5 separate regions of the Mus musculus genome follow, and regions 1, 2, 3 and 4 are each linked to region 5. Evidence: chromatin contacts called from public promoter capture Hi-C data. All regions are on one chromosome and are shown on one strand. The core of a region is the stretch at or near the end of the contact, and the rest is flanking DNA. Distances in the headings are between cores, read along the strand shown. Region 1 holds the start of Hspa5 (heat shock protein 5). Region 2 holds the start of Fbxw2 (F-box and WD-40 domain protein 2). Region 3 holds the start of Stom (stomatin). Region 4 holds the start of Psmd5 (proteasome (prosome, macropain) 26S subunit, non-ATPase, 5). Region 5 holds the start of Rabgap1 (RAB GTPase activating protein 1).

What was found. Promoter capture Hi-C pulls out the DNA fragments that hold promoters and counts their contacts.
Region 1: a contact with region 5 is called in a promoter capture Hi-C map of pre-B cells, with 10 times the contacts expected there. The contact joins the promoter of Hspa5 here to the promoter of Rabgap1 in region 5. A contact is called at or near these places in 1 of 39 promoter capture datasets (pre-B cells) and 1 of 9 other capture datasets (liver).
Region 2: a contact with region 5 is called in a promoter capture Hi-C map of pre-B cells, with 2.3 times the contacts expected there. The contact joins the promoter of Fbxw2 here to the promoter of Rabgap1 in region 5. A contact is called at or near these places in 2 of 39 promoter capture datasets (hippocampal neurons and pre-B cells).
Region 3: a promoter capture Hi-C map of pre-B cells shows a contact between it and region 5, with 9 times the contacts expected there. The contact joins the promoter of Stom here to the promoter of Rabgap1 in region 5. A contact is called at or near these places in 2 of 39 promoter capture datasets (liver and pre-B cells) and 1 of 115 datasets of contacts at active chromatin or transcription factors (embryonic stem cells).
Region 4: a promoter capture Hi-C map of liver shows a contact between it and region 5, with 7 times the contacts expected there. The contact joins the promoter of Psmd5 here to the promoter of Rabgap1 in region 5. A contact is called at or near these places in 2 of 39 promoter capture datasets (cranial neural crest and liver) and 1 of 115 datasets of contacts at active chromatin or transcription factors (embryonic stem cells).

What each region holds. Positions count from the first base shown.
Region 1 is chr2:34,770,737-34,773,436 of GRCm38.p6, reverse strand. Hspa5 (heat shock protein 5) reads right to left here and starts at 1,347. Exons shown (of 9, transcript NM_001163434.1): 1 at 1,291-1,347; 2 at 991-1,208; 3 at 647-878; 4 at 130-267. The coding sequence starts at 1,115.
Region 2 is chr2:34,824,895-34,827,594 of GRCm38.p6, reverse strand. It overlaps Fbxw2 (F-box and WD-40 domain protein 2), which reads left to right and starts at 1,360. Exons shown (of 8, transcript NM_013890.4): 1 at 1,360-1,423; 2 at 1,525-1,633. It also overlaps a transcript of Gm34653 not described here.
Region 3 is chr2:35,335,582-35,338,281 of GRCm38.p6, reverse strand. It overlaps Stom (stomatin), which reads left to right and starts at 1,273. Exons shown (of 7, transcript NM_013515.2): 1 at 1,273-1,423. The coding sequence starts at 1,363.
Region 4 is chr2:34,869,615-34,872,314 of GRCm38.p6, reverse strand. Psmd5 (proteasome (prosome, macropain) 26S subunit, non-ATPase, 5) reads left to right here and starts at 1,353. Exons shown (of 10, transcript NM_080554.2): 1 at 1,353-1,565. The coding sequence starts at 1,393.
Region 5 is chr2:37,441,912-37,444,611 of GRCm38.p6, reverse strand. Rabgap1 (RAB GTPase activating protein 1) reads right to left here and starts at 1,327. Exons shown (of 26, transcript NM_146121.2): 1 at 1,156-1,327. Zbtb26 (zinc finger and BTB domain containing 26) reads left to right here and starts at 1,440. Exons shown (of 2, transcript NM_199025.3): 1 at 1,440-1,925.

The sequences.
Region 1 (2,700 bases), core at 98-2,597, 2.7 Mb after region 5:
TATGTATAATAATAAATAAATCTTTAAAAAAAAATTGAAAGGTTTCAAACCATGAAGGCTTCCCTACACAAGTCATCGAGGGGGAGCAACAGCAATCAAACACTCAACACTGTTTCACACGTTATTCACCTTCTTTCCCAAATACGCCTCAGCAGTCTCCTTCATTTTAGTGAGAACCATGGCAGAAATTTCTTCTGGGGCAAATGTCTTGGTTTGCCCACCTCCAATATCAACTTGAATGTACGGTTTAGTTTTCTTTTCAACCACCTATGGCATAAAGTAATTTAAAGGTAATTTTTCCGAAGAGGAAACAATGACACCACAAACGATTTAAAAAAAAAAATCCATTTCCTCCCTCCCATAGCTTGATTCATCTCTGTCCCTTAGGGGGAAATCACAACTAAAACTGAGCACAGCTGTATTGTAGATAGATCGACAGTTTTAGTCTGTTTCAACTTCTAGACATTGTTAACAGTGTGTCATGTTTTATAACACACTAAAAACGACTAGATGTAAAACCGTTACATAAATTCCGAACACATTCTTTTAAGTCCTTTGAACAGTGTTTTTGGCCAAGTGGCAACCCCTAAATACTCCTATCACCCCAGCCGCCCCATTAGCATGAGAAAAAAAAAACGGGTCCGACCTTGAATGGCAAGAACTTGATGTCCTGCTGCACCGAAGGGTCATTCCAAGTGCGTCCGATGAGGCGCTTGGCATCGAAGACCGTGTTCTCGGGGTTGGACGTGAGTTGGTTCTTGGCCGCATCGCCAATCAGACGCTCCCCTTCAGGAGTGAAGGCCACATACGACGGCGTGATGCGGTTGCCCTGATCGTTGGCTATGATCTCCACGCGGCCGTTCTTGAACACACCGACGCTGACGGGGAAACCCCACAGAAAAGGAATCAGCACCTCACTTTCTCACGCTGGCCCCGGAGGCCACGCCCCACTCCTCCCCACCCCCTCCTCCTTCGACGGATACCACTTACCAGGAATAGGTGGTCCCCAAGTCGATGCCGACCACCGTGCCCACATCCTCCTTCTTGTCCTCCTCCTCGGCCCGCACCGCGCCCAGCAGCAGCAACGCCGCCGCCACCACAGTGAACTTCATCATGCCGGCGCTGAGGACCAGTCGCTCAGCAGTCAGGCAGGAGTCTTAGGAGTCCAGCAACAGGCTGTGGCCCCGAAACGCGACGACGGTTCTGGTCTGAGGGCGACAGGGGCCTCGGGGTCAGGAGGAGACACGAAGCAGACTCGGAGCAGGCCTAGCAGCAGGCCGCGGCGCTTACCTCACACACACGCAGAAGCCCAAGTGTCCAGGTCAGTGTTGTCTCGGCCAGTATCGAGCGCGCCGTCGCCGACTCGCCTTATATACCCTCCCCACAGCCCCGTCGTGGAGGCCTCCGATTGGTGAAGTCGCTACTCGTTGGAGGCCGCTGATTGGTCCATGCCACCAAGCTGGCTGCTGCCGATTCGAAGCGGCCTCCTCCGCAACTCACGTCATTGCTACGCCCCCCGGGCTGACTCATTGGCTACTGGTCATTCTTAACGGCCACCAATGAGAGGCAGCATCCGCCCTGAGCGCTGGTCCTATTGGTTCAGCAGCTGCCTGTCCTTCGGGTGACCTCTCACCCCGAGACCGTTTCCGCCGGTAACCGTTCAGGTCCTCCCCTCACGCCAGGCCCCCGGGGACTGGAGTGGGGTCTGCGTGTCAGTTCCCTCGGGGTCTCCTTTTCTGTCTCTCACTCTGAAGAAGTACGCGGCCTTTCTCCTCCTCGATTCCCCGCGTCCTGAGCTGCCCGGCCTCAGCTGTGATCGCCCTCCCCAGCCTCCACACGTTCTCGGATGTCCCAGAGTCCAGGCCCTGTTACTCGCCCGGCCTGCACGTCTCGAGCTGGGGCCTGATCTGGATTCTGCCTCGCTGAGAATCCTGGTGCTTCTCAGCTAACCGTGTTTCTCCTTCACCCCAAGGCTAGCCGTATGTGTCTTTCCAGGCCTTTCGAATCTTCCCTTTGCCGGGGTTAAGTCCCAGGATTGGCCTGGCCAATTGTAACCTATTCCCTTTCTCCGCCGCGGAGATTCAGTACTATGGTCAAACGAGCACTTTCCACCATGAGATGTATCTTTTCTTCTCTCTCTCTCTCTCTCTCTCTCTCTCTCTCTCTCTCGTAGCGCCTTATTGTTCGCTAACCTGTTCTAGCATAGCATTTCCATTTATGACACTGGTTATTATTTATAAGTCCTTCCTCTTTCCCTCTTCCTTCTTGACACCACCCTATTCGACTCTTGGAATAGGGCTGATAATGCTAAAGACGTTTAGCAGACAAAAAAGTCTTGCTGATGCTTTACTCTTTTATAATAGTATGTTGGGGGACAAACAAAACAAGTTACTACTTGAGCTTATTATGTACTTCATTGTTTTGTTTTATGTATTTTGAGAGGCATTGTACACAGGCCCAAGCTGGTCTATAACTACTGATCCTCCTATGTGTTTTCCATGTGTCATTTATTCATATTCAAGTCTTGGTACATTTTTCCCATTTTCCAGAAGAGACCATTGAGACCAAGAGCGATTAAATAGCTAGAATGGTCGATTGATAAGTGCTGAGAATATAGTTAATAACCCGGTTGATTTTACTCCATAATTTATACTATTGATTCCCACCACCACCACCCTTTTTTGTTGTTTAAAGACAAAT
Region 2 (2,700 bases), core at 111-2,610, 2.6 Mb after region 5:
TTGTTGCTCTGGCGGCTGCTGTAAAACAAGGGAAAACAGGGCAGGTGAGATGGCTCAGTGGGTGAGAGCACTGACTGCTCTTCTGAAGGTCTTGAGTTCAAATCCCAGCAACCACACGGTAGCTCACAACCGCCTGTAATGAGACCTGACGCCCTCTTCTGGTGCGTCTGAAGACAGCTACAGTGTACTTATTTATAATAACAAATCTTTGGGACTGAGCGAGCGCCGGTCTCACATAGGGAGCGGGGTTGACCGGAGTGAGCAGAGGTCCTAAATTCAATTCCCATCATCCACATGAAGGCTCACAACTACAGCGTACTCATACGCATAAAATAAATAACTCTTAAAAAAAACCCTAGCCGGGCGTGGTGGCGCACGCCTTTAATCCCAGCACTCGGGAGGCAGAGGCAGGGGGATTTCTGAGTTCGAGGCCAACCTGGTCTACAAAGTGAGCTCCAGGACAGCCAGGGCTACACAGAGAAACCCTGTCTCGAAAACCCAAAAAAAAAAAAAAAAAAAAAAAAAAAACCCAAGGGAAACAAAAGCTTTAAATAGGAAAAACAAAAACAAACAAACCAAAAACTGGGCAATGATGGCGCACACCATTCATTAGTCCCAAGCTATTGGGAGAGGCAGGCAGATCTTTGAGTTCAAGACCAGCTTGGTCTACAGAGCGAGGTCCCGGTCAGCCAGAGTTACAGAAAAACCTTGTCCCATCAAACAGACAGGCAAAGCTTTCACACAGCAGCATTTATAGAGCTTCTTGCTTACCACTTCTATCTGGGGGGACTAAAGGCTTCACGCTAGTTAGCTGATATGTAACAAGCGCTTCGGAGAACAGCTGTCTCCGTGGCTAAGTGGCCACGTTTGGACAGCGTGCATGTATGTCCTGGGATTCGAGCTTAACCCAGCCCCTACCCAACTCCCTTACCATGTTTTGTCCTTGCTTCCTGCAGTATACTTTGTTATTTGTCCTGTCTTCCTCCTACGACTAGACATAGACCTCGCGCAGTTAGGGATTTGTTCAGCTGTGTCAGAATCGTGTTTGGGAGGTGCCAGGTGTCAATGGGCTGTTTGAATATCGTCACATGTGGATTTGGAGCCTTAGCCCTTTCTCTCCTGTGAAATATTACCCTAACTTGGTTAAAAAAAAAAAGTAGATGAGGAAAATAAACATTGTGCAAATCTAGAGGTCCACCTTGCTCAGGATCATAAGGTGTAAGCGCAGACGGTGGTACAGCACATGTTCGGCCCTTTTCCACAGTCGGGGCCATTCTTTCCCAGGTACTTGGAGGGCAGAGACGGAAGTAGAGCCGCTTCCGCCCGACGCTGGGCGCCGGAATGGCGCGCGGAGATGACGCAGCAGCACCGGAAGCCGCTCCCCTGTGAGGCTGCGGACCCAGAGCAGCGGCCGTAGGTCCAGGTCTGTATTTGCGATTGGCCGGGCCGGGCTGGACAGGAATCCCCAGCGCCCGCGGCGTTACTGACCCGCCGCCCCGGCCTGTTTTCTCCCTTTCCCCGCAGGCGCCATGGCTGTGGAGCGGACCCGGCCGCTGCGACGCTCTGGCGGCCCGAGCGCGCCTAGTCGGTGTGAGCCCGGCGCGAGGTCCCGGGCCCCGGGGCGCTCGCTCAGGTCAGTGCCGCGCGGAACACGGCTCCAGGAGCAGGGGACCAAGGGAGTCACGAACGGGCTGAGAGACTCGGAGTTAATTTTAGACAGGAAAATTAGAGCTAAGAGTTCCTGCCTTCTGGTGCTTCGGTTTTTCCTAGCCGCGAAACGAGTTAACATTGATGCCCCAAGGCTAGCACTTTAATTAATTAAAGATGATGAAATGTGGACAGGTGGTTTATAAAATGCAGAACGTAGTAGTATGTGTAGGAAGGCACCATGCTTGTGTGTATGCCTTGAAAACAGGTGTGTATTTGAGATGATGCTTCTTTTTAAAAGGGGAGAAATGACAGTATTAGTACTACATTATAACAGTAACTGGCATTTATTGTAGGCTTATAGTGTGCCAGATACTGTACAGAACGCTGTTTAACCCTAACAATCTTGTAGGTAAAACAGTACCAGGCGACAGTTTACAAGTGAGGAAATTTGGCTTGAAACACAAGAAATGATTTGCCCATGGTTACCCAACAAGTGAAATTTCAGAGCCCGTGTTTTATAAACATTATTTGTATTCTTTCAAAGGTTTAAAAGATTAGTCTCTAAATTAATGGCTTTTAGGCCAAGGGTGGTTGTGGACTCCAGCAGTCCCAGCACTCCAGTCTTGTGAATTGTGAGACCAGTCTGGGCTTCACTGCAAAAGCCTGTCTCAAAAAACAAAATAAAACAAAAAGCAAAACAAAAAGGAACAGTAAAAACAATTTTCTAAATATCACAAGCAAAAGGAGGAAAAGATCTTTACAATAGTGTAGTCACATGGTTTTAAATACAAAAAGATGTTTTGTTAAAAGGGACTTCATCCCTTTTCTTTCCAGTTCTCTCTTGAAGCAATATTTAATCAGCTTCCTCAATATTCACAGAATACTTTTCTGTACACATAATCCTCTGTGTAGACCAGACTGGCCTCAAACTCACAGAGCCTGCTTCTGCCTCCGAGGGCTGGGATTAAAGGCATGTATCACCACGCCTGGCCTACCTTTTAACTGGTTGTGAAAGGGGAGGCAAGGAGACAACCTTCCCAACAACAATGA
Region 3 (2,700 bases), core at 24-2,523, 2.1 Mb after region 5:
TGTGTGTGTGTGTGTGTGTCAGAGAGAGAGAGAGAGAGAGAGAGAGAGAGAGAGAGAGAGAGAATGTTTCCAAGAGGGAGCTCTCAGCAGTGATGAACTAGCTCTGTATCTTTATAACTGTGTTTATAAGAATGTATATACATGTGATAAAATGGCATATTTGAATACTTATTCTGTCAGGGCCAATTTCCTATTTTGAGACTGCACATAAAACAGATTTAACTATAGGAGTAACATGAATAGAGGGTCCTTGTGACCACTATAATGTCTTTTCAGCTTTCTGTGATTCTATGTTTATTCAAAATAAAATGCCTTTTAAAAGTTTATTTTGTGTACCTTAATATTTCCCTGAACAGTTTGCATTGGGACAGTCCAGGGAGAAAAACAAAAACAAAAACAAACAAACAAAAAAAAAAACCAGCAGTGATTTTTCAAACATGAGGTTTTCAGTTACAAACTGCAAGGGAGGCAACTTGAGACTGGGAGGGTTCTGGCAAGTGCTTCCTCCAGAGCCTGGACACTGTAAAATGTAATTTTAGAATCCAGGCCCGACCTTTCACCTCTCATGAATAAGTCTGCCCCCATTCCAAGGTTGGCTCTTTCAGGGGACATTTTTCACGGGCCACATCCTTATTTATAGAAAGAAGCCTTTCGGTTTTGATTAATCAAATGGGCTCCGTGCTGTTGCTTTCGAAACACCCTTAGCTTGTTTGTTTGTGGTATAATACAAACTTCACGAGGGCTGGCACTGTGTCCACCTCTGCCCACTGCATCAACTGGGAGGCCCTCGCCTGCTAGAGGCCAAGCGCTCCGTAAGTTAATTTTGTCTGAAAAAAGTAATGTACCGCCTGGAAATTGGTCTTCTTTGGGGCAAGAGCATTGACGCGAACTCCTTCCTCTCACTGCCTACCCGATGTACCAGGCTATACTCAGCACCCTCAGCACGCCCCTCAATCTGCAAGACCCCCACTACAAGAGGACGCCTTCCCCCTCACTAATGCCTGGAATCACAGGATGCCTTGCACCGCTCCTCAGCCCCGCCCTGTTCTCACAGCTTCTCCTCGGATCAACCCACTGGAAGCTGGAGCGAGACTCTGGCAGGGCCTTAAGCATTCTGGCCTCACTGTCTTACCCTCCTAGTATCTGCCTGCCAACACCCCCTTCAGGCCACGCCCCCTCCGGTCACGCACTCTGAGGGCGGGAGAGGCGTGTCTTCTCCTCCATTCCCGGGCACCTATTGGGCGGGCCGCCAGCTGGGGGCGGGACTGCACCAGAGCTTGAGCCCCTTCGTTGCTAACGGCTCTCAGTAAAGCTCCGGCTTTGGGAACTGACGAGTTTTTGAGCGACTCTGACTCCAGCACTATGTCTGACAAACGGCAGTCCAGCCATGTCCAGTCTCAGCGGATCCCTGAGTCCTTCAGAGGTGAGTCTCTCGTCCCCCGCACAGCCTCTTCAAGCCCCCCTCTGGGTCCCGAGACCCACCGCCTGCAGTGAGAACCCCCGCAGACCGCCGGCGTGCCTCCACTGCACTGTGTGCGCTTCGCAGAGCCGTCGTCTTCTTCATTCCTGGGTTCTCGGGCTGATACATGATGATTTGGGGGTGCTGGGGTGCAGCCTGCATGGCAGTCAAGAGGGCGCACTCGCGCGGCAGGGGCGTGTATCCATTGCTCGGCACCCTAGCAGGCAAGAACTGGCTTATCCTTTGGGTCCTAGATGCCAGGTGCCTATCACCAGCGCTTCTTTATCTCGGGCGGTGCACGCAGACCAGGACAGACCCTGGCAGCCAGGAGTGGTAGAGGCGCCTCTTCTGCAGCTTCAGCCTCCTCTGCTCATTCTTGTTTCTTTTCTGCCCCAGCGCCTGGGAGGGGAAGCAAGCAGTCCCAACAAGTAGCCTTCAGCAATCCCTACGTGATCCACAGTCCTCTGAACCAGGGAAGAACTCCCACCCTCTTCCTGCCGTCCCCAGCTTCGGGAAACTAATCAATTTCCTAGTAAAGGGCTAGGCTTCAACCTATGACACAGTAGGCGGTATAGGCAGAAGAAAGGAGGTCTCCCTGGCTTTCCTTCCAGTTCCATTGTCTGTCCCATACTGTGTCCACTTTTGTCTTAGAGATCTCTCCTTCCAGGTAAATAGCTCACCACTCTTCTGGAGCCTTCCTAGTTTTGAAGGCAAGAACTGTTAGCAGGCCCTCAGGCTATCTTCTATAAAAAAATTAGAGCCCTTGAGCGAACTACCTCCTTGAGCCTTTAAATTGTATAACTCCTTGGGGTCAGGAGATGCCCAGTAAGAGAAAATAAACCTCGCAGGAGTCCTGCTATCCTCCTGGGAGCTTTACTAATCTAAAGGAATTATTTCTAAAGATGGAATTTCAGGGAGAATGACACGGTGGAAGAGATTTAGGAGGCTGAGTGGGCTTTTCCATCATCCTGCGGAGACAGCTGTCATCCATTCGGATTATTTGCAAAGCCAACCTGGCCTCCCATCTAACGCCCATCCCCCTGCCCAGAAGCATCTTTAACTCTTTCTCAGGCGAATCTTGAGGATCTCAGATGGCTCCAGAGTGTTGTAATAGGAAACCTACAGGATTCCATCCTCGGGATTATGCAGAAAAGCCTGTGTGTGTATCATTCTCCATACTTTAACCCTTCCCCCAACTGGGAGCATAGCAAAATTAAAGAGAGCCATAGCAAAACTGACCC
Region 4 (2,700 bases), core at 104-2,603, 2.6 Mb after region 5:
TCAGCTCTAGGGAAACGTGTGTGGCCACTCACAACATACTCCTAAGTTTCTCGCAAGCTTTAAGAATGACTGGCTATGTGTCATCTTTTTTTTTTTTTAAACTTCTTTTACAACTACTAAAAGTAGTATAAGGCTGCTGTGTTACTTAAGTGAGTTTTCTTTTTCAACGCAGGGAGCAAAGTGGTCAAATGTCTTCTTGATATAATTCCTGAATGTCTGGAAAATATTATGATCCAAGGGCTACAGAAAACAAGCCCCTGGGAGTTTGGAGGGCTGGGGAGGAGTCTGAATGCCTGGGACTTCTGTTCATAATCACCCACACCTTTAATTCAAGAGTTTTCTCTGCCAATTAGCTTCTAGGCTTCAAGGGTACGATAATCGTGAAGTAACGAAAAGAGAAGACAACGGTTAGTGACAGTTCTCCGTGTGTATGACATAAAATGGGGAAACGGGTAGTTTAACCTTTTCCAAAAGAGTGGGATTAGGGTCTTTGTAAAGTCGCAGAGTTTTATTGTTGTCACCTGAGTCCCTGACATGCACGCGCGAACACACATACAGATGGGCATCCCATCCTTAGTCTCCTCTAAGCTTCCTGGATTTTTGTCTCTTTCCGTAAAAGAACAGGAAGCCATGCGTTCCAAAACAGACTCATCTCCTTGGCACAGGGGACCAAATGAGGTCTACAACTCTGACCAGACATTCCAACGGCTTGAAATAGTTGGTTGTCAACTAGCTTTTAATGGTTCTTCTCCAACAACCCCGTGTTTCGCAGATGGCAGCGATTTTTAAGCTTCTCTCCCTCTCTCTCTCCTCTCTCTCTTTCACGAAATATATATAGCTTGTCCTTGACCACTGATTTCCATCAGACACTTCTGTGTGCATTTGGTCTCGGAGTCTGAGGCCAGCCCCTCCATGGCCTGCTCCTTCTCTCCGCACTAAATGCTATGTCTGTCCTTCGGTGATTACGTCACGCGCAGACTCTGGAAGATGCCGAAAACTTCCTGCACATCGGCCCCAAACTTCTCTTAATCAGGCCTTCCATTGGCTGACAGACGTCAAACCGGCGCCCCACGTCCAAGTTTTCGGGGACCATGTGCCTCATCTTGATGGCCACCTGGCCTCGGACTCGGGTTCAGTCATCCCGGTTCCGTCACGGAGGCCTCTGCGGAGAGCGTGCACAAAGCCTCTTGATCCCCTGGGCGGTCTCAGTCTCTTAGTCTCCCGGCACGCGCAAGACTCCGGGCCCCAAAGAAAGGGGCGGGGACCGCGTTGAGAAAGGATCTCGCGAGACTTGACAGATCTGCTGGGAGGCTTCGCTCCGTAAGATCTCGCGAGATTCAGAGAGGCGCTCTGGGAACCTAGTAGGTGGGCGGGCAGACGGGAGCCAGGGAGATGGCGGCGCAGGCTGTGTCGCTCCTGCGGGAGGTGGCGCGGCTGGAGGCGCCGCTGGAGGAGCTTCGTGCGCTGCAGTCAGTGGTGCAGGCTGTGCCGCTGCACGAGCTTCGCGAGCAGGCGGCGGAGCTACGCCTCCGCCCGCTGTTCTCCTTGCTTAACCAGAACAATCGGTGAGAGAAGCACCGGGCTTGGGCGGGTAGGGATGGCTGCAGGGGTCTTTCGGAGAAAAGTCCAGGTTGTCCAATTGCAAGATGTCCACAACTGTGTGTTGCCCGGGTCTTGACGGTTCTCCTCTCCGGAAGGAATCTTCTGCTGATATTGTGGCGGGGTCCACGGCACGCCTTTTAATTTCAGTATCCAGTGAATGCTTGTCCAGTGGAATTAAAATGTACGGAATAACAGATTTGTGAGACAGCAAAACTTTAAACTAGAAACAACCATATTAATAAATCATTAAGGACATAAATTATTGCTGCGTAACGTTGCGCGGCCGATCTGTGTATGTATGAAAGTGTTGAATGTAAAAAAAAAAAAAAAGGAAAATTGTAAAGCTTATGTGTAAATTAATCCACTATATACCCCTTACAAGCGAGAGTAAACTGCATAACCCAGGATTATATGTAGAAGTTATTAATGTGCAACTGGAATTAAAATGTTAGGATAGCAACTTTTGATGAATATGCATCTATAGCATTAAATTAGAAATGTCTTGTATTTGTTAACTTGATCATTTAATGTGCTTTTTGTATTTGAATTTTAATTTGAAAAGATAGTGAGCTCCAGTCAGTCAGCACTGAATGCTTTCAGTGCGCTTTCTTACCTCCCTTCTGCTACATCTCTTACTCCTGCTACGTCTGCTAAGTTGGTTTTAACAGTCAGTATTTTAGTGGTTATTTTCCTTTTCTGACTAGCCCTCACCCTGCAACCAGAACTAATGTCTCAGGTCAGTTGGCTTAGCTTGTCTGTGGAAATCATGATTGTATAGTTTGGTATTTGGGCCCTTCCTGGTAGCTTTCCAGTCTGCTTTTCCAGGCTACTCTCCTTCATTTACTCCACTGAGCGCATCTGTTCCACTACCGTGTTACCATCACTAACGTTCCTAGAGCATGACTTGGCACTTTCTGAACTCCTCTCACACCAGTTCTACTGACTGTGGACCCAGCCCATGTGCCACCTCCCCAAAAAAGTCTTTCTCCAGCTGCAAGTGGCTCTTCGTCAGACACCATAATGACATTATCATTTTTCTGTTTATAATTCTGGATACCTTTCCCTTGTTATAATTCTGTGTGTGTCTTTGTGGTTAGG
Region 5 (2,700 bases), core at 78-2,577:
AGCACTATGAAAATTGAGGCAGACCCTGATAAAAATGTGTGAATGAACCAAGAATGCAGAAAACTAAGAAGACATTTCTGAAAATAATTTATATAAAAGGCCTGAAGAGGCACCTTGTGTTTATGGGCAAGAAGACATAAAATAATAATAATAATAATAATACTATTCAAAGCAACCTACAGATTTACAAAAACGGAAAAAAAAAAAAAACGTTCCAAAAGCCGTTTCCCAAGAAATGGTAGTCAATCCTCAAATCAATACAAAAGTATGGCTGAAGATGTAGCTCAGTAATACAGTATTTGCGTATCATGAAAAGTCCTAGGTCCAGTTCCTGATACTAAATTCAGATGGAAGTGAAAAACATCTCGAAGAACCAAAACAGTCTTGAATAAAGATGGAGCACTCACAGTAAATGCCAAACTGCCTGCAAAGTTACGATTATTAAAGCAGTATGGTACTAGCACAAGAATAAACATAGACCACCGTACTCTAGACAGCCCAATAAGAAACTCTCATAAAGCGAACTGATTTCCAAAAAGTCCACTCAATGGGCAAAAAGTTCACCTTTTCAACAGATATTACGGAAAATGGATATCCACAAAATAATACAAGGAGTTAATGCGGGAATAGCTAGCAGTGGTTATACAACATTGTACAAAGCCACTTAGCTTTAAGCTTGGAAAAAGATTAAATTGATAATTATTTCTGTTTCCTATAATAACACCACCAAACGGTAAATAAAACAAATGTAGAGAAAGCAATAACTAAGTGGATGGGCAAAGTAAAGGGAATTCAGAATGATTTCCAGATTTTCTCTTTGGGAAGAGGCCCTGTATGATTGTTTCACCAAACAAGAACTATAGCTAGGTAGGCCTGGGCATGAACTTGTTACGAAAAAGGCACACTAAACACTGGACAACAGGAAATCGGTCTAAGTGGCTGGCTCCAGTGCTCAAGAGAGGTATTCAGGTTAACCACAGATTTGTGAACGGCTAGGGTAACCAAAGATAAGGAAGGCAAGAGATTGACCTGGGAACATAAAAGGAAGATTTCCTAAGAAACACCAGTATCCACAAGGGACGGGACCCAACAACAGCTTTCTGCATTCCAGGCTCCCACGCAGCGAGTCCACATCCCTGGGCGGGAGGGACTTACCACGGCTTGTTCGCAGACAGGCTGCTCAGGCCCATGCAGGCAACGGTCAGCGGGAGCACTTCGTGACTGCAGCCGCGAAGAAGAGAGCTCGGGCCCGCCTTCTACCGAAGAACCACAAGCAGCAGAGCTCACGAAGCCGACCCTCCGCAGCCCGATTCCCTGGCCTCGCCCCGCCCACAACGCGGAAAGTCCCTCTCAGGGGCCCGTCGTCCTCCGAGCATTCCGATTGGCGGAGATGACCATGGGACCTGGAAGTTGTCTTTGTCCGGCCAGGGCTGCCCTTCCGGTTCCGTTGGGTCCCCCTTTGGCTCAGGTTGCCTGCCCCTCCCCCTTCCCGGAGCCCCGAGGGGCCGCAGCTCCTGGTTTTGCCAGATGTAGATGGCGACCTTCCCCCCGGGTCTGTAAGTTCGGAGGCCACCCGAGAGCCGGGCTAGGGTGCGGGGTCTCTGGAAATGGAGCCCCCGTGGGGACCTGGATCGGCCGCAACCTGCCCTGGGATGGGAGCCAAGGAGCTGGTCTAGGCCCCCAGACTTTTGAGCCATTGGACTGGCCCATGCTGCATCCCACTTTCTTCCCCTTCCCGAATCTGCAGTGGGGAATCTCAGGATGCCCCAGGGACCGCTTCCTGAGACCCTCTATATAGGGCCCTGTAGCTGGCCAGGAAGCCAGACTCTGGCATTTTGTAAAAAGTGCTGCAGTTGAGGCCGGCAGAAAACTGAACGGCGGGAGCTAGCCAAGGCAAGGCCTTCAGTGCCAACCGCGAGTCTACTGTAAGTGCCAGGTTTTGATGGGTTTTACCCTTGCTCAACCGCGGATTACAGCACCTTTTGAATTACTGGTGTTATGCCATTCAATAGAGGTTCATCAAATATCCAGTGTTCATCTCCAGTTTGGAAGCGACATTTATAAGCAAATTGATGTTCGTAAGAGGGTGGAGGGTATGCAATATGTTACTTTAATCAACTGCTCTAAGGACAGTTGCTGGGAAGCCTGTAGAAGAGAGTGGCCTCTAAATCCTACTTCTTGATAAAGAGAACTCGTGAAATTACTTTTTCCAAAAAAAGAAAAGTTGTAGTGGTACTGAGACGTTACAGACTATGAGAAAAAGGAATAGGGACAGGGAGGTTGTGTACATAAGAGTTTGAGTTGGAGAAGTAAAGTGAAATCCAAATAGTGAAAAGTTTAACCAACACTAAATGAGATGAATTATCTTTTTGAAGCTCTTTGAGCAGGAAACTGATATGGTCAGATTTGTACTACAGAAAGTAATTTTGTTCTCTGGGAAGCCTGTAGAATAGAAATAGCTGACTCTGGGTTCTCTTAGCTAAAGTCTAGGTACTTATATTTGAGATTATTTTGAAAAGGTGATGACGTCCTGGTGAGATGCATTAAAATCTAAAGTAGAGTTACGGTATTGTTACAAGAAAGGAGGCAAGTGCTAATGTGTCATAGATAATTATACGCTGAAAGAGAAGAAAAAGTAAGTCTTAGAATTTAAGCAGTTGACATTTGAAGAATAGCAATGCCATAATCAGAAATAAAACC